Regions from separate parts of the Xenopus laevis genome. Here region 2 is linked to region 1. The links are chromatin contacts, called in public Hi-C maps. All regions are on one chromosome and are shown on one strand. Each heading gives the region's core, a stretch centred on a gene start, on an enhancer-like site or on the middle of the called end of the contact. The rest is flanking DNA. Distances are from core to core; before and after follow the strand shown. Region 1 overlaps rasgef1a.L (RasGEF domain family member 1A L homeolog). Region 2 holds the start of LOC108696985 (pulmonary surfactant-associated protein D).

The links. A called contact is a pair of places that touch in the nucleus more often than the background predicts.
Region 2: a contact with region 1 is called in a Hi-C map of the XL177 cell line, with 2.2 times the contacts expected there. The contact joins the promoter of LOC108696985 here to the enhancer-like site in region 1. A contact is called at or near these places in 2 of 4 Hi-C or Micro-C datasets (the XL177 cell line and the XTC cell line).

The regions. Positions count from the first base shown.
Region 1 is chr7L:48,917,408-48,923,980 of Xenopus_laevis_v10.1, forward strand. It overlaps rasgef1a.L (RasGEF domain family member 1A L homeolog), which reads right to left. Exons shown (of 12, transcript NM_001092782.1): 7 at 6,035-6,137; 8 at 4,445-4,524; 9 at 3,680-3,871; 10 at 3,137-3,260; 11 at 2,429-2,501; 12 at 1,860-2,125. The coding sequence ends at 2,101. Among protein-coding and RNA genes, the nearest start is that of rasgef1a.L, 30 kb to the right of the region's middle. Within about 2 kb of position 3,929, at least 1 of the 7 cell types and tissues checked has an H3K27ac peak or open chromatin away from gene starts, as enhancers often do.
Region 2 is chr7L:49,102,349-49,108,495 of Xenopus_laevis_v10.1, forward strand. It overlaps LOC108696985 (pulmonary surfactant-associated protein D), which reads left to right and starts at 3,742. Exons shown (of 5, transcript XM_041568939.1): 1 at 3,742-3,813. The coding sequence starts at 3,778.

The DNA of each region.
Region 1 (6,573 bases), core at 2,679-5,178:
TTTATTCAGGGCTTTGCCTTAACCAATCACAGACATTTGGTCTGGTTGATCTCTATGGATTAGGTCATACTGGGAATGAATATTGTAGGCGAGTATAAGAAATGGCAGTTGTCTGTAGGGTTGCTTCAGCGATTGTCTGTTGCAGGAAAATTGCAGCTTGCCTTTCATGTTGGAAGCCACAAAGCTCATGTCCTGTTTTAAAGTTGCAATGGATGTACAGACTTATAACAACAATCACTTTGTTGTTTTTATTTACAGTAAAAAATGTAAATAAACAGAATTCCACTAAAGTCACAATTAGCTTATTCAGCAGCATCACAACTGCAGTGTAGTGCTTCAAGAATGGAACAGATTTCAGGTACAAATGAGCAAAGGGAGCCAAAGGGAACTGAAGAAGGTGGTATTGCGACTCCGATTGCTTGTAGCAGCAACTTAAACTGCCTGTGGGTTGATTCCTTTTGACATTAGTGGGAGAAGACAATATTTTAATCCCACATAATATGTAGTTGGGGGGGTGTTCAGACAGAATTTTTGGTGGAAATGATGCTGCCTTTTGTCCTGTACTCCTAAGGTATTCTTTGGCAATTTCCCCATTTGACTTCAGCAGGAATGGGGAACCAGCATTCTTACATATTAGCTAAAACTGCATCGGATGCACTTGAACCACTGGTAGATTCTGATTAGTTGCTATGGTACACTGCACTGGATACCATTCTGGTATGTTCTTAACATTTATTACTGTGCATCTAGATACAGCTGAAGCCATTCTCCCCTATTCTGATGGTAACAACCAGTCTGTGGAGATTCCTTCAGTCAATTTGTGGCTGCATCTATGCAATTATAACTGTCTTTCCATATGCACGGTAAGCCTAAATTAATGTAGATGAAGAAACAAATGCTGTGTTTTTTGCCCGCAAATCCTCAAGAGAGGCTTACTCTCTAATTTCTGGTTTTGAGGCAAGGAAGATTGTGTGAGTGGTATTTCTCAGAACGGACATATTTTTCTGGATCCTTTTTCTTTCTTATTGTTTGAAGCAGATAAACATTTTTCATTGAAATATAGGCTAGGGGCTCAAGGGCTGTAAGACTGTATTTCACCTTAAGGCTTTAAGAGAAGTGGCACTTGCAACGCCCTGCATACAATTTTTTGTGCCTTTATTACCTTACAGTTCAGTGCTATGAAAATGGTATTCACAAGCAATCCTTTACAGTGATTATTTTTAAGTCTGTTGATATACTGCATTGGCCATTAGGTTCTATGGAATAAACAATGGAATAAATAATGAAACTATTCCTAGACACCAGTTAGCAGCAGATATCAGTGATAAACCAAGTATACGGATAGCACATGTAGAATAAATGTAGTCCAATATACAGAGACCTAACACTTTGTGAGAGATTTGATTGCTCATACTTTTTAAGACACAGTATAAATTAATGACACCTGCAAGGGGTTTATCAGATAAACCAAGCAAAATGTCTGAAGGTTTTTCTTCATTATAATAACTTAATAAGGAAAACTGTTACCAGATTTATATAAAAGATCTAGTATTCTGTTAAAAATATCTTAAAAACATATTGACTAGTGCTTCGGCGCTGTAACTATCTGGTTCAGATACAGTTAACTATGTTACTATGGCAGCCAGTGAGATACAAATGTTGGATGAAACATGGATGAAAACCCATATGTATTTTCCTTATAAACACTCGTATACTTAGTCAACACAGGGCCCGGCCCTTTAATTCGAAGAGTTATATCTTTTGCAGTATAGGGGCTGATGCAAAGCATTGCTTTCTGGAGAGAAATCCTTTGCATTGTGTAGTGGCCATACTTGCAGCAAAGGGTAATATTTTTTTTCTTTTTTTTTAGTAAAACACAAAAATAAGAAACAAAATTCCCTTTTACATTATAAGTACTTAAAGCATGAAATATATATTTATATACCATTCATTTTTAGGATTCATAAAATATTATGTACAAAAAACGGCAAGCCCCAACCAGTGAGGACTAACTTCCTGACAAGAACATTCTGCACAAAAAAAAGAAATCTAAAAATTCTTTTATTCCTGTATGTGCTTCAGGCTTTGATTGATCGGTTTTCAGGCTCTGTTCAAAAGCGTTGACCTGTAAAAAAAACAGAAAACTTATTTTAACTCAAAACCATGGTGCAATACAAATCTAAAATAGGCTGAAAAGCAATTTATTGCAGCACAACTCTCTTTCTACATCACTAGTAACTGGCAATGTATCAATCTTTCCTCTTCATGCACAGAACCATTTTTTAACCAGATCTAGCATCCATATACATTATTAAATCATAATTTTTCTTTCCTGCTGTCCCTACCGTTTGTCAGGTGTTAGGTTTCATAAGTGCTTCTGTATTTAAGCCTCTTCCTGTGAATTGTAATATAAATATTGCAAACCAACCTGAGAGTCTTCCAGCTGTCTTTTTCCATGTGGTTATCTGGACCTTCGTTCTCAAAGGAAGCCAGGAAAAGGGCTAAAAATAAGAAATTACAGCTTGTAATCATAGTAGTAGTGTAAATGGCAGTTAAAGCACATATCTTGTGAGTACAGAAATATGGCAACCTCTTTTTAAAAAATGGCACTCTAAAATTACTGCTGACAACACAAAACTGATGCAGCGTGTCTGCTGAGACAGCCAATGATTTGCATGTTGTTCTATTGTCCCATTTGCATTTGGAGCTGTGCTGACAACTGGACAGAAGCAGTTGCTTCACTTCAACCAGGCTTTCTAAGTGCCTCCAACTCCCTAAACTGATCTAACAAGCATCCGCTACATACACTTACTTCAACTAAACGGATAATGTTATTAAATCAAAAATATATATATTAACAAAACAATCTTGCACATTTAAAGGGGTTGTAAATCTACACATAAATATTAACCGGCTGGCAACTTGGAAAGGTATTATGACTGTATTCATTTAAAAGTTGGTTTGAATTATATTTTCTTCAATTAGATAAAAATCATTATTCGGTTTAAGTAATTCCTGAAAATAGCTATGTATAGTAAATTAATAAAGGTAATTGCACTGATGATGAGTAGTAAGTTGCAATTTCAGCAATGAAAACATGCTATTATCAAAAGAAGGAGACCAGTGCTCATGTTACCTTCTTCAGTGTAAATAGGCGTGGTTAGTAGGTAGGTTTGAATCTTTTTGTCTTTCTCATATGGACACTCCACCTGCTTCCAAGTTAGGAAATCATGGATCTGTCTTGAAATCTCCAAGAATTTCTAAACACATACAAAAGTGATAGTTGTGTTACACATACCGTGTAAGAACATACAACGAAAATAACTGAAATAAGAATAATTCTTTCCTTGCAGTGTAAAGAAGACAGTTGTCCATCTAATTTTGTTCTTTACACTGCAAGGCCCCTAAAATCATTGGGAAGTGAGTTTACCCACTTTAAAGCCATATTTTGCACAGTATTGACTTTAGCTCGCTTGTAGCTGCACCTTTGTAAAGTGGACCCAGGTGCCTGGATCTACATTAATTAGAAGTGTGCTTGATTTTTCATATGATCTGGTAGCCTAAATATGTACTGAAGCTAGTTGTGTGATATAGAACTCAACACAAGTTGTGACTTTATCTATTGTATCTCTGGATCTCAATTACAGAATCAAGAGGAAAGCAGAATAGGGGCTTTTACCTTGAAATTGATGTGTCCATTAGGTAAGCGGTTAGAATGGATTTTGTGAAGGAAAAAGATGTCTTTGATGAAAAGGTTGAAAACTGGGATTACAATTTTCTCCCGACTGCTGTTGGCACTTTGGGACCTCTGGGTTGCTCCCTGCAGGGCTGTACGGTAATTACAGAAGTTGCTTGAGGGATCCATGTGATGCTGTGAAGAAAAGAAAGCAGTTGGATCGTGATTAACTGCACTTAAATATGTGGTAGCTAGAGGGTGCTGATGTCACACCTCACCATCTGTTAAACAGCATCTTCAGCTGCAGGCCTAATATGTGTGCACTACTATTAAACTTGTTCTATTTGTCTAGTAAGAGCAGAAATATTTATATTTTACATATAGCAGCACTGCCCAGTTCCCGGTCCTCCAGCTCCTAGCATTCCATAACATATGCTGAGAGTTGTAGTCAGAAGTATTTAAAGGACTGCAGATTCTTACCGAGTCATGATCTTGATATATCTTAGGAAACTGAGGCAATTGTCCATATACTGTACTTCAAGTTACTAAAGTGTGTGGCTTATAGTAATAGTTTGACTGTCACTAATATTGATGTATTTAAAAACAATGGAGACTGCTTATTGCTAACAACAGAACATTATTTATCATACAAATCTCATTAAAACCTTTGGGTTCTCTGCAAGTTTTTGCATTGTAAAAATGTCTATAGGTCATTCATAGAGTATTCTTTCTACATATATATATGTATGCAGAAATCAATTCCTGTACCTCAAGAACGTCAAATTTGGCTGTTTTCACTTTGGACCACGTCTTCTTAAGCCTGGCTACAGGACTGAGATTCATTCCAGCTAAAAAGAGAGAAAAGAAAAACACCCATAAATGTACATAAGTGTCACCTTAAAACATTCCCCATCAGCTAGCTAACACACTTTATCAAAGGTAAAAAAAGGTCAGGAACAATGAATTTGACAATGTTTGCATTTTTTTATACCTTATTTCTGCAGCATGCTAACATATTTTACTACATTCCTAAACAATAACCAAAGTCTCGACAATTCGAATCATACAAATTTTTCATGTATAACACCCGAATCATACTGAATGATTTTTTTTCCCCAAAACCCAGACTTTTTCAGATTATCGCACTAAAACCAGCGCAAATCACGTCATCTTCATTTGTCAAACGGACATCTGCCCTTGACTTCTACATGGCCTCGACAGGTTTGAGATGGAGTTTTTTCGGATTTGGATTTTTTGCAGCTTTGGGGTGTAATAAATCTCAAACTTTGAGTTTTCCTTTTTAAAAACTCGACCAGAAAAAAACCGAGGTTTAATAAATAGGCCCCCTGATGTAATACCAATAATGGTCCATATTTAATTTAATGAGAACACAATATCTGCAGATTTGTCATATCAAAACTGAAATTAGAATTAAGTTTGGAATTTTCCTATCATAGTGGATATATCCAACAGATACAGTATGTCTCTGCAGTACAAAATCCCCAGTAAGGCCAATATCTGTCTTCGTAAAGGTTATTGCAGAATGCAGCACAAAGCATATTGTTTTATTACAGGTATATTTTCTCTCTTTCACCATACAAAGCCAATCCAAAGTGAGAGATTGTTAATGAAGATTGATAATCACTGGAGGGTATCAATTTGTTAAACACCCCTGTCAATTTTTATAATTGCTTTCCACAGACTGGGCTGTTTTTTTCGCCAAAAAATGCACTAGCCCTGGGTATTACTCTAGCGAGCGACACAGCCTAGGGCCAAGGCAGAGATCCTGGAGACAGGAAACAAGATGGCAGTGCATCACTGGATAAATTTCATTTCATGCTCTGTTTATCCTGATATATATATATATATATATATATATATATATATATATATATATAGTTGCCACCTGTTCCGTTTTGGCCTGAACAGCCTTGTGAAAACATAACACTAATCTGGCCAATAAATTATCAAGTGAGATTAATTTCATATTACAGAAATAACAAAATTTAATTGACATCAAGGGGCAAATTTACTAAAGGGCGAAGTGACTAACGTTAGCGAAAATTCCCCAGCTTGACGTCATTTTGTTACTTCGCTGATTTACTAATGGGCACTCACTTAACTTCGCTATCGAAGGAGATAGACTGTAGCGCTACTTCGCACTCTGACGCCAGGCGAAGTTTCGCTTTGGCGAAAGAGTGTTACTTCGCAAATTCACTAAGATGCACATTTTACCAAACGTTACCTGTTCCACCAGACTTGCCTTTGCCAGCTCAAACCAGGCAAAGTGCAATGGAAAGTATAGGGCTTCTTCAATTTTTAATTGAAACATTTTCTAAGTCCAAAAAATCTACTTACAGATGATGGCCATCATGGAATTGAAATTTCCAATGTTGAAACATTCTCTGGCTACATCTATGAAAAACTCCATTACTCTGGTCCTGTGCTTTTTCTTCACCACCTTTAGAATAATACAAAAAGAAATAGCATCATTAGTAGGAGTGTAGAATATTCTTTTCAATCAATAATAAAATGCGAATATCAGTATGCCCTGGTCATTTCTTTCTCATGATATTTAAGGCTTTTCACCCAAGGTGTCACCACATATTCATACAGTGAGTCTTGGATATACTGTATGTATGTTTTCCAGAAAAGTTACAGAAGAATACATATGGACTTCTTTACTATGGTCCCGGAAGCAAGTGCAAGTAAGGAAGCATACACTATGGGGAGTGAAGTTCCACCACTAGAGTGAAATTCCACAGCTCTCAATTCATTTCTATGGGATTTTGAAAGGCGTATTTATCAATGGGTGAAAGTGAAATTTCACCCATTGATAAATACTCCTTTAAAAATCCCATAGAAATGAATGGAGAGTGGCGGAATTTCACTATTAA
Region 2 (6,147 bases), core at 2,492-4,991, 180 kb after region 1:
CATCATAACAAAATTAGACCTGTGCATAAATTTGAGCACCCCAACAGAGATATTACATCAATACTTAGTTGGGCCTCCTTTTGCAAATGTTATAGCCGTAGACGCCTCTTATAGCCTTTGATGAGTGTCTAGATATTGGATGGTGGTATTTTTGACCATTCTTCTATACAAAATCTCTCCATGTCGAGCATGTACAGCCTGCTTCAAATCATCCCATAGATTTTGATGATATTCAAGTCAGGGGACTGTGACACCATTCCAGAATATTGTACTTCTCCCTCTGTATAAATGCCTTTGTAGATTTTGAAGTGTGTTTAGGGTCATTGTCTTGTTGGAATATACTACCCCTGTGTAACTTCAACCTTGTGACTGATGCTTGAACATTATCCTGAAGAATTTGTTGATATTGGGTTGAAATCATCCGACCCTTGACATTAACAAGGCCCCCAGTCCCTGAACTAGCCACACAGCCCCACAGCATGATGGAACATCCACCAAATTTGACAGTAGGTAGCAAGTATTTAAATGTGATGTTTTTCTTCCCCCATGCAAAGTGCTTTTTGTTATGATCAAATAACTAAATTTTTGTCTCATCAGTCCAAAGCACTTTTTTCCAAAATGACTGTGGCTTGTCTAAATGAGCTTTTGCATACAATAAGTGACTCTGTTTGTGGCATGAGTGCAGAAAGGGCTTCTATCTCATCAGCCTGCCATACAGATATTCTTTGTGCAAATTGCGCTGAATTTTAGAATGATGTACAGATACACTATCTGCAGGTCTTTGGAGGTGATTTTTGGGTTGTCTTTAACCATTCTCACAATCCTTATGCCGCTCCTGTACTTTTCTTGGCCTGCCAGACCTGGGTTTTACAGCAACCCTGCCTGTGGCCTTCCATTTCCTGATTACATTACTTAAGGCCCCCATACACAGGCCGATAAAAGCTGCAGACAGACCGAGTCGGCAGCTTATTGGCCTGTGTTTGTGGGGCTATCCGACAGGCTTCCCCGATCAATAGTAGGCCAGATCTCGATCAGGCAGTTTAAAAAGTCCTGTCGGGTAGCGGCCGCATCGGTGCATCTATACGGTCCCGTGATCCAAACGCCTGTATCAGATCCGTTTCGAAGACCCATGATCAGATCAGCCCAATATTGCCCACTTCAATGTGGGCATATTGGGGAGAGATCCGCTCGTTTGGCACATCACCATTGAGCGGATCTCTGAGTCTATGGCCACCTTTTCAGTTGAAACTGACAGTTTAAACCTCTGAGATTTTTTGTAGCCCCTAAATCATGTTACTGAACAATCTTTGTTTTCAGATCTTTTGAGATTTGCTTTGAGGATCTCATGCTGTCACTCTTCAGAGAAGAGATAAACAGAAACACATCTTGCAATTGGATGCTTGCTATAATTGCGCAAGGCCACTTCCTGTATTTGTTCTGCACCTCCACATGGCTTATGGCAGAACTGCATTTGAACTAATCAGGCTACCATACTCCCAACATGTGACCTAAAACAGTGCCTTGTGGGAGCTAGGACTCCATTTTACAGTCCATGCTGTGAAAGAAGCACACGGTTTCATCTCTCCTCACGGTAGCATTGCTGGTAAGCAAATAGTTGCACCAAATCACCTCCACAGCTGCCAGAACCCCCAGATAGGGTTGCGACCTTTTAAAAAAATCTCTACCGGCTGGTGGAGGGGACGGGAATAAAAGGGCAGGCCCTGACTGCAAAGGGGCGGATCACGACAATTAAGGGGGTGGATCCATGGCACGTGATTGGCTGGGCAAGTCGTGACGTCAAAGGGGGCGGGGCCACCGTGCGCGTTTGGACTCAAGCCAGCAGCAAAAAGGTAAGTTTTTACTGGGCTGGGTGCAGGCCACGGGCATTTGTTTGATGTATTACAAATTTACTGGCAGCTACATTGCCGGTAAATTTGTAATAAGGGCCCCAGCCTTTGCTGGTGTTTTACCGGCTAGGCCGGTAAAATACCGGCCAGGTGGCAACATTACCCCCAGAGACATTGCTGCAGAGACATTTTATGCCTTTACATGTTTGTATATTGCTCAGTTCATTGCAAACATACTTATATTTTCTGTTTGTATTACAGTTTCACCCCTCCACTCAGTTCTTTATCTATTCCACTTGCCTATCCAGTAAAATCTACAGACTCCAAGCTCAGTCTCTTTATTGGATTGTGGGGAGGTTTAGCTGCATGTAGCAGTGTGTAGTTCACACACTGCCCCAGGGTAATACGTAGAGAGGACAGAACAATTAGACACATTTGCTTATGAAGTTTAAGGCTTAACAAGCTTATTCAACCAATTTGGTGTTGCCAGTAATCAGTATTGAGCAGTTACATGCATTCAAATTAGCAAAATTACACACTGCACAGACAGTATATAATCGATAATATACCCCTACTGTATTTTATAAAGATATTATTTGTCCCCAAGGAGTTATGTGACCATATAAAAGCACAAGGCCGCAGGTCGAGTGCTTTTATACAGGTCACATAACTCCAAGGTGACTGCTAATGTCTTTATTAATATAAGTAGGTAGTACATTATGCATTATATTCTACAATTTCTGTGTGCAGTATTTTATTTTCTATAGAGCTCTGACATTATGTACTCAGTGTCAGACTGGCCCACCTGGATACCAGGAAAGTTCCTGATGGGCCCAGGTATCAGTGGGCCTCTTGCTTCTATCCATTTGGACTATTTCATGCTCATTCCCTATTTCTTTATGGGAAAAAAAGAGGCTTAATAATGGAAGAATAGAGTATAGTATGAATAGCAAACAGTCTACAACAATAAAGAGTGAGTATAGGAGGAATTATGGTTTGAAAAGTGGGCCCGTGGTCTAAGGTTTTCTGGTGGACCCCTGATATCCCAGTCCAACACTGTATGTACTACATATCTAGCTTTATGTACTACAAAATTAAACTTTCTGTTATGCCTTTGGCACCCTGGTTGATTTTGGTTTTTGGTGTTTCCCTGTGTGAGGGATAAAACACATATTGCATATATTAGCATATATTATGTTACTCCATTTTGTAACAAACACGTATTGCATATATCCTGAATTACTCCTTTTTATAATACTGTATCCATTTTGTAACGAGTTCACTAAGAGGACATATATCCTCTTGTAATAGTTGTTTATTCCAAACTTGTGTTTTGCAAGTTAGCAAGTTTTTATCTACTTTGTTCAGTTGTCTAATTAACATCCTTGATGTGTACCATTACAGGATATAGGATGTTACTCATCATACTCCTGTGTTTTGGATCATTGTGACATAAGGATTTTCACTTTCATTAAGGGTATATAAACTGTATGAGGAAACAATTAATTGAACAAGCTTGAACTGCCATCCTGTGTGCTGTGTCTCTCTTGTTCCCAAGCTCGTATTACCTAGCTGGAGGTCTCCCTATAAGGATTACATTCATACACTCAATGGTCAGCGGTCAGGAACTCTAACACCCTGTAGTCCCTCTTTGTGGCTAAGAACCTGCATTTATAGTCCTTTGTCTTTTTCTTATTCTTATGCTGTGCCCTGGTATGGGTGGTGTAATCAGCTGAGGAGGGGGAAAGGGGAGAGAAGGAGGGAGACAGAAGACCGGGACAGGAGAGTTAAAGTGGGAGGTGGATCAAGACTATGTGAGTGGGGGGAGCCACACAGTGTAGACACTGAATGAAACGTGAGACAGTGGGTGTAAGGAAAGGCATTTAGACTGAAGCGGAGTGCTAGGAGGGAGGAAGACCGGAAAGGCATCATGAGAGGGGGAGAACCACAGAGCGAACACCAAGGGGTAGGTTAAGCGGGACCTGAGAGGAATGTAAAGAAAGGTTGATAGCTGTGAGGGAGTGAGACAGGAGGCACTTCCTGTGCTAAAGTAAGAGCTGGTACAGAAAATTAGATGGGAGGGGACAGAGTGGAGGAAAAGTTGCAGGGAGAGTAGCAGGGGCAAGTGCTGTCTCTAGCTTTAGGGTACAGATGTAGGAATACACCATTTATAAAGATATCATTTACAGTTGGGGTCCATAGGGAAATAGCCATACTGTCGATTATATATTAAAAAAGGGTAAGTACAGAGGACCTCCTGTCCATATGAATTTTGCAAACACAGCCTCATCGCACCCCCTCCTAATGGTTAAAAAATTAGTGGTGAGCACAACTTATACTTTTTTTTGTTGTACTTCAGGTGCTAAACTGAGCACAGTAGCAATGTATCTTTCACCCGTTGGGGTTTCCTAGTGTGTGCAAGTGAATGATGCATTTGTGTTCCATTCTGGAGACACACCTGGGCTGTGTTAATATCAGGATGATATGATATCAGGAGATAGCTCTACTTGTTTGCTATGGGTTACTGGAAGTGGGCTTAAGACTTTTTATTATATTACTCTGTCTGTGTGGGATATAAGTGCAAAAAATAGCGTTTGCATCTGATTTTTGCACTTTGTATTTTGCCCCACATTTATTAAGAGGCCCAATATCCATTTAAGAAGTATATCTGCTAGAGTCAAGCAAAAGATTATACATGGTTGTATCACCACCATGTGGTCATTTGTGATAATACAATTTAGAGTTGAATAATTTAAATAAAAGAGATGTCCTTCCTATAATGTAGAGCTTTCTGAATATTAGATTTCTAGATAAGGGGGAAAGCTATTAATAATTAAGGTGATATTTAAATATAAACAATAGGGCTGGTGCTAAGATATATAGATGTAAATAAAGAACAGACACAACACCTATACAAATAAATAAAGAAATTCAATACCATTAAAGCATCTATAGTACATCAGGCAAAAATATCTTATAGAGCAGATTAGATCATATGAATTGTATATCACCATCATTTCATTACTTCCAGAGTCAAATTTCCAAATTCGGCTTTACAAATATACCAGGATGGGATTTGTCATCCAGAAACCCATTATCCAAAAAGCTTTGTGTTACGGGAAGGCCGTCTCCTATAGACTCAATTTTAATCAAATAATTAAATTTTTTCTTTGTAAAAATAAAACAGTCCCTTGTACTTGACCCAACTAAGATATAATTCTGGAGGCAGAACAATTCTATTGGGTTTAATAAATGTTTCTATTACTTTTTAATAGACTTTAAGAGATTCAAATTATGGAAAGATCCTTTATCGAGAAAACCCCAGGTCTCAAGCATTCTGGATAACAGGTCCCAGGTTAAATTAAATCAAGTTTTTTTCACGCTTGTGATTTCTTTTTACCTCTGCTAAGATTTTTTGAACTTTGCTGCTTGCTCAGCCAGTTTTGCCACAGAAACTCAAATTTAAAAAATTTGACAAAGTCGCAATCAACTACTGTATGTTTTTTGCACTTGGCTCCTGCCCCCATGTAATAGAATTGCTGGTGGTTCATTATAGAGCATGTATACCTGCATTCACAGCTGCCCCATCTCATTTCCACCTGCCCCCTTATGTACGTGTCATTCAGATGTGCAATCTGACCTGTTCTATGGTAGTTAGTAAGGAACAGGCTGGCTTGCATCTACCAATGTCTAGGGTGATTGTTTGCTAAGATGATACGTCAGCATGGATACAGCCCCATTGTGATGGCACATATAAAGTTCACAAATGGAAAATGTACAGGATATGTTCCTACCGATGCCATCCTAGATGCCATGTGTTTGTATCTAAGAGAGAGTCAGAGATTCAGTTGTTTGTGTGATTAATATTAGTATTTTTAAAAAAAAATATTTATAAAGTGCCAACATCTTCTGCAGAGCTGTACAATGGAATCCTTTATTATTCTTATATATGATCAAGAGAAAGTAATAAGGTTAAGAAAAGAACTAGGATTTAACTTGATTACATATATCAAGGAAATTAAGTATCAAAATTAGAAGGGAAAGGTAAACAGTATCAAATGAAGATGAGAAATATAGGTGAATAAAGATAGATTTCCTGGTCATCCCCAGGCAGCATATTTAAAACATATTTAGGTTGCACTCACCGTTCCCATGTTGGATCCGATTACCGGGTGCAGTTCTGGCAGATTCTCTCCACCTGAAGCCCTAGCTGTTAGCAGCCTTGGCTGTGTGTGCAGATACCCTTTGCGACAGTGGGTTTATTAGCCTGTTGCTAGTCTAAGCGCAGTAACGTCATGGG